2 separate regions of the Danio rerio genome follow, and region 2 is linked to region 1. The links are chromatin contacts, called in public HiCAR-type maps. All regions are on one chromosome and are shown on one strand. The core of a region is the stretch at or near the end of the contact, and the rest is flanking DNA. Distances in the headings are between cores, read along the strand shown. Region 1 holds the start of stambpl1 (STAM binding protein-like 1). Region 2 holds the start of ptenb (phosphatase and tensin homolog B).

Region 1 (3,343 bases), core at 778-3,277:
TAAAAATACTCTGTAAGTATTCTGTAATATGCACCTCCGATTAAGTCTAAATGGACTATATTCATTCATTCGTTCATTTTCTTTTCAGCTTAGCCTCTTTATTAATCCGGGGTCACCACAGCGGAATGAACCACCAACTTATCCAGCACGTTCCAGCTGCAACCATCACTTGGAAATGGATTATATTATTATTTATAATAATATTAACTTGTGAATCCTAAAGATATTGTGTCAGTAACAAACAAGTAGAGCTTAAACGGATTTTATCCAAAACTGAAAATGTATTTATACTCACCCGTCTATTGTCACAAATATGTTTGAGTTTCTAAACAAAGTTAGCTTGAAAAATGTTGGAAACATTCATAACAGTCGTTACCGGTTTTTAAAAATTCTTTAAAATAACTTTTTTTGTTCAATCAAGGAAATGCATAAAGGTTTGGATCCACTTGAGGGTCAGTAAATAGTGAGCAAATGTACAGCTTTGATTGAATTATCCCTTTAAGAGTAACATTGAGGATTGCTTACTGTAAAACTTTTATTTTAGAGATGCTACATTTCTGAAGTATTTATTTAGTATTTCTTAGTATACATTCTCAGAATTGTTATATTCTCTCTGTCTCCTTTTTTTCACACTGAAATGGGAAAGAAGGCTGTTATGTATATGCTGGTCCATCTGGATTTTCATCTGGTTGGAATTTTCTTCAGTCTAAATTGAAAATACAAAAATTGGTGCCTTTTGATTGGAAAAATTACTGAGCAAATAGAGGGTGATTATATGATTTGCATTTGCTTTAATTGTTCCTAATGTAGTTTGTCCTGTAAAGTCTGTAAACTTTGTCTTGCTGCTCCTTTTGTGCAAGGACACTTCTCAGAAAAAGATTATTGATTTCAGTATTTGGGTACTTTCTGTTTAAATAAAGGTTAAATAAAATTGTACAAATTACAGTTTAACAAAAGTACTAGTTAAAATTTATTATTATTATTTTTTATTTATTAACTCAAATGTTAACTCAAATAGAAAATCCAAAGAAAGTGGAAGTTTTAAGTGCTCTTTTGTATACAAATATTGTTTGTTTAGAATTGAGTTTAAAAAAATAAAACCAAATAATAATTAGATTTTCTGTTACAAAGACATGTTTAATATATCATTGTTGTTTTTCTGTTTTTGACATTATTTTCATAATTTGTAGAATAATGTCATCTTGTTAAGAAAAAGTTAACGCATTTCCACCAATAATTCAAATTGGATTATTGATTACTCGCCCCATATCTTTTCCCCATATCCCTGAGACATTCATTTATCTTTACAACACAAATTAAGATTTATTTTAGCTGAATCTCCAAAAAGTGTTTTAAGAAATATTATTTAGCTGTAAATCATGCTTAGCTATCTTACTACACTAGAGAGAAAAGTATGAGAGTTAACTGGTTAGTAACTAATAATGCAAAAGTGTACCTCTTGCCATTTTAAATTACCTTTGAGGTATTAATATAGATAATTTAATTAAAAAAATCTACATTTTATGTACCGCCCAGTGTCAGCTCTTGTACCTTTATTTAAGTGAATAAATGTAGGAGTAGTGTCTGTGGAGTGAATAAATGGAATTATAGGCCACTGACTACAGATGAAAAAAAGGACATAGACACCCAAAAGAGCTATATTTTTGTCTTTGCTCTGTTGCACTTAAGCATATTCACTTGACATATCTTTTTAACCTTTTTAACATTTTTTGTTGTGGTGGTTGTTTATTTTCCAAATATTTTTTTATTAATCAAAGCTTTGTATTTCTCTGTGACAAATGACTCTAATGATGCTGTCCTGTGATGTCCCAATCTAAAAGCCGAGAATTATTCTAGCCTACATAATGTAGATCAGTACTCACGCGTATCTCCGTTTTAAACTCTTACATGTAAAAATGTTACTTCTCCTGCTAAAGATGACTCAGTAAATTTATTCTGGATTTCTCGAGTTCGACGGGAAATGAGTCTATCGTCTCTCGTAGCGGATGAATCCACCGTCCCCTACACACCTGAACTGAACTGATTGCGTCATTATAGCTTATGCGTCATCGTTACGCCCTCAACCTTATCACCTGAATCACTGGTACCGCTCGCAGCAGGTACAAAGCAAATTAGCGAAGGGCTGTTAGTTTTATATCTTCAAACTTCAGATAAAGGATTTGTAAGTTTCGTTTTGCTTCAGGGACAGAGGAAGACAAATGGGGATCTTGTACTCAGAGGTAACGTGACTTACAGCTTGTTTTGAAACTTAATCTTCCTGTTTTGGACTGGAAAAGACTTGGTTATTGTAACATGTTCTGGTCGTGTAAATGTAAATTAAGACAAGAGATTAGGACAATCTCTTACGATTTAATGAGTTTTCCTCTTCGTACTTGAAGTTTGTCAGCGTAATGGATTAAACTGAGTATATACTTAGTCATAATTATTACTGCTACGTGTAACTGTGCAGTAACTGTCATCTCCGACAAACAGTTTAACGTTCACACTTTTATCATCAGAATTCAGAGAAGAGTCATATCTTATTTTGTTTTCTTTTTTAAAGATGTCAATTTTTACGTTTTATTATACTTTAGCAATGTTGTTAGAATTTTCATTAGTGATTTAGCATTTTTATTAGTGATTCATTAGTGAGACTTCATCTCATTCGGATACACGCTTGTGTTGGTTTACTTGCAGATAACAGAAAAATACAACACAGTTTATAGATGTGATATTTGCACTGTTTATATAGGCAAAGTAATCCACATAACGTTTATTATTTTTAACTTTAATTTTGTATTTGCAAAGGGTGTGTTTTATGTGTTGAGTAATCTGTCAAGTTTATGAAGTCACCAGACCTGTTTTGATCTTTATCACGTCTGATATTTTCAAGTTATCTTTCGTTTGACATCACATGCCTCTGGCATTAACTGAATATAGCCTATGTGCCCTCTAATTTTATTCATTCACTTTCTTTTCGACTTAGTCCCTTTATTAATCCGGGGTTGCCACAGTGGAATGAACCCCCAACTTATCCAGCACATGTTTTACGCAGCGAATGCCCTTCCAGCCGCAATCCATCACTGAGAAACATACACACTCATTCACGTATACACTATAGACAATTTAGCCTACCCAATTCACCTATACCACATGTGTTCAGACTTGTGGGGTAAACCGGAGCACCCGGAGGAAACACACGCAAACACGGGGAGAACATGCAAACTCCACACAGAAACGCCAACTGACCCAGCCGAGGCTCAAACCAGCAGCCTTCTTGCTGCGAGGCGAAAGTGCTACCGGCTCCGCCACCACACCCTCTAATTTAATGTACTTTAAGAAA
Region 2 (3,187 bases), core at 575-3,074, 270 kb after region 1:
ATTGATCCTGCCCTCTATCTATCCTTCTAGTCTTTGTTAATGTCTTATATATAAATATTATTCTTATATATAAATTAATCTTATATGCGAGTTTATATTACAGAACAGCTAAGAGTTATATAAAAGGACAATGGACTGTAGATAAACATCAGACTTGGCGGTAAAGCTCCATCAAAAGGATCTTCAATAACACTGAAACCTGCTGAAATAAAACCAGACCTCTCGTGCTTTAACACTTCATCAACCAGGATATAAAGCTACTGCCTGAAAGCAACGATCACAAGCCAAATAACGTATATGCATACAATACCTGTGCTTGAAATTGTCAAATGACGTTGACATATTGCACAAACGGGGGAACAAACGTCAATGACGCTTCTAATATAAAGCGCTGCACTGCACGAATCCCTTCCTGCGATTACAAAAAGGCATATTTCACATACTAAAGCATTTCCTTTTGTTCGCCTGCGTGTGAACGGACTTGTTTTTTTTTTTTTTTTTGGTCAATCAAAACTACAAGTTGAGCGCAAGCATCTATTTTCTGCGAGCAGCTGATGCAATGCTCTTTGTGTGACACTGCTTGTGCATTTCATCTAATCCATCGCATTATATAAACCTGCGACGCGTCTTTTGTTATTAACCCCCAAACTGTCTTGATCTGAAATGTAAACATTTTGGGAGTTAGATTGCAGATTAGCGGTCAATCGATAGATCAGATTACGTAAAATGAGGAAAATGACATTTTATGACCTCACTGGAGTTGCTTATATTGTAGTCGTCACATGTAACTTGCAGACAAGCCTAAAATAACCGTATAAATGAAACGACGGCTCGATAACGTGGATAAATTAACAACTGACATTAATCTAAACGGCGTTGAGCTGATGCAGGAACAGAAACCAACTGATCTAGATCACATCATGTACAATCGGGGACTCAGTCAATAGTTCCTATAAAAAGGGAAAAGCAAAAAATGTAAATAAATGCTCATAGCTTTTTATATTCGGACGGGACGTCAGAGATTTCTTGATTTGGAACAAGATGCAAGCCGTTACCTTCATTGCCGACACTGGTTTCAACACAATAGACAGAACAGGGACATTTGATTGATCAAAGAGGATACATGTCAAGTCCAAGTCGAACCCGTCTTCTTGGTATCTCCTTTTATTTCTACTGACAAATTCCTTTATGATCGCAGCCATGGCTGTGACAGGAGTCTTTAGGGTTTTTAGTGTGAGAGAGAGTATTGTTGCTTTCGGACGGTCGGTCGTCTTTATGCTCTGCTCGTTTCGCAGTCCCCCAGCTAGCTAGAATGGAGTCTGCTGTGGCTCACTCATCAAGGGCCTCGCTCCAAACCACCACAGGCCCGGCTTCCAAAATGCCCTCCTCGGCTCAGACGAGCCCTGGGTGAAAAGATAAGCAACTTCCCACGTCTGGAACTGCAGAATCTCTAGTGCACGACAAGTCTCTGGTCGCACCGAAGCCGCCGTGATTGAGCGGAAAGGCGGAGAGAAAATCCTCTCCGGTGCTTCCACTTGAAGATCGGTCGTCAGAGCCCCGCTCGCACTCAGCTCGCGCTCCGTCTAGCCTCAACGGCTAACGCGCTAGCCCGTCTACACATCCTTAGAAAATAAAAGCCATTAAACTCTACGACAATCCGCGATGACCAGGTTCCAACACATGAAACAAAATGTGACAGCCTCCACCAAGAAATGAAAAACTCGATATTTAAATGTGGCGTAAGAGACACCTCCGGTTCTGTCCTTATCCTCCACTGCTCCACTGCCTGTTACACTCTCAAACTTCCATCATGGCTTCCCATTGAAAAAAGATGACGTTCGGACGACATATTCATCCGCATTGGCAAATAGTTCTACGGCTATTTCATTTTATGTCAACAACAAATATGTTTTTGCATCCTAGTATATAAATATACTTATTTTAAAGCATTCTTGTTGAGCTGACATGGCGTTAAATTAAGTAATATATCAACTATCTAATGTTAGGGTTACTGCGAGCGCACTAATACACAGTCGGACTACGTTTTGTTCCACGGTCACGTGTCTACAGAAATGAGCCAAGTTCCAATATTTTATATCAGATTTCAAGTCAGTTATGTAGGTGTTCCGCTCCAACATTGTCGTTTCCTTTTATGAAACAAACTCTAATTGGCTTGCCACACAATAACTGAAAGGTACAACCTACGTTTATTTTAGTCCCACTTCTGAACACGGAGAAAATATCAGAATGCACGTAAGTTATGTACCCCTCTCACCAGTGCCTCGACTACCCTGCAGGAAATTACTGAAATGCTTACGCCAGCAGAAAAGTAAGTTACTGCACAGAGGCACAATCATATTACCAGATACCTGTACATTAAATTATAGAAATTAATTGCGCCCACCTGTGATGCTAATTGTATTTAATTATGTATTTGTGTTATAGGCGTGTTCTGTTACGTTTGCTCAGATGTGGATTTTGCCCCAAGGACGAAACGGAGGTGGAAAGTTCTAGCTGCGTTTCAGACAGCAAATCCTTATTGTAGAGCGCCATCTGTCAGAATATTCTAGAATAAAGCTCGTATGCTACAAGACCAGTGGTGCCTAAACATTTTCGTAAGAAGGGCCTAAAACCAAACATCACTGAGAGCCGTGGCCGATGGTAAATATACCAAACTACATTACATTAAAGTTGCCATGAGTGATTTGTTTCATAATATTTCCAAATAATTGTTACTTTGTGTACAAAATAAATGTTACATTAAATTGTATTAACTAATGCAGTATACATTTTTAAAAGAAAACATTATTGCAATAAAACTTAAATGAATATGAATACAGAAGTCAAGCACAATTTGCCTTTGATTTGATTTGCTCACCAAAATCTCTGCATTGCCGGGTGACAGTATGCACATTTAAACAAAATCTGAGTAATTTACACCATTTAATTGAAACATTCAATTTCAGTTAGGCTTTAACAATAAAACAAATAAACAAACAAACAAAGGGTTACATTTAATTTTAAATGACAATCTCAGAACCCTCCTCAATTCTCCCTTTCTTCTCAAATGGGTTGGCGAGACAAATCAAAGGTTACCATGGGCCAACATTAGCCAGCACAGCAGGTCCTACTTTGGAGATCTAAATGCATCAACTTTCTTGTTTTTAATAAATAAATAAAAAATGTG

The links. HiCAR-type assays count read pairs that join an accessible place to other places.
Region 2: a contact with region 1 is called in a HiCAR-type map of caudal fin, with 9 times the contacts expected there. The contact joins the promoter of ptenb here to the promoter of stambpl1 in region 1. A contact is called at or near these places in 3 of 18 Hi-C or Micro-C datasets (caudal fin, embryo and an unstated tissue) and 2 of 4 datasets of contacts at active chromatin or transcription factors (caudal fin and embryo).

What each region holds. Positions count from the first base shown.
Region 1 is chr12:18,749,213-18,752,555 of GRCz12tu, forward strand. It overlaps stambpl1 (STAM binding protein-like 1), which reads right to left and starts at 2,028. Exons shown (of 11, transcript XM_073918346.1): 1 at 1,909-2,028. ankrd22 (ankyrin repeat domain 22) reads left to right here and starts at 2,089. Exons shown (of 6, transcript NM_200274.1): 1 at 2,089-2,240. The coding sequence starts at 2,220.
Region 2 is chr12:19,019,308-19,022,494 of GRCz12tu, forward strand. ptenb (phosphatase and tensin homolog B) reads right to left here and starts at 1,825. Exons shown (of 10, transcript NM_001423688.1): 1 at 1,124-1,825. The coding sequence starts at 1,202. It overlaps LOC141376785 (a long non-coding RNA gene), which reads left to right and starts at 2,053. Exons shown (of 3, transcript XR_012387943.1): 1 at 2,053-2,329; 2 at 2,446-2,661.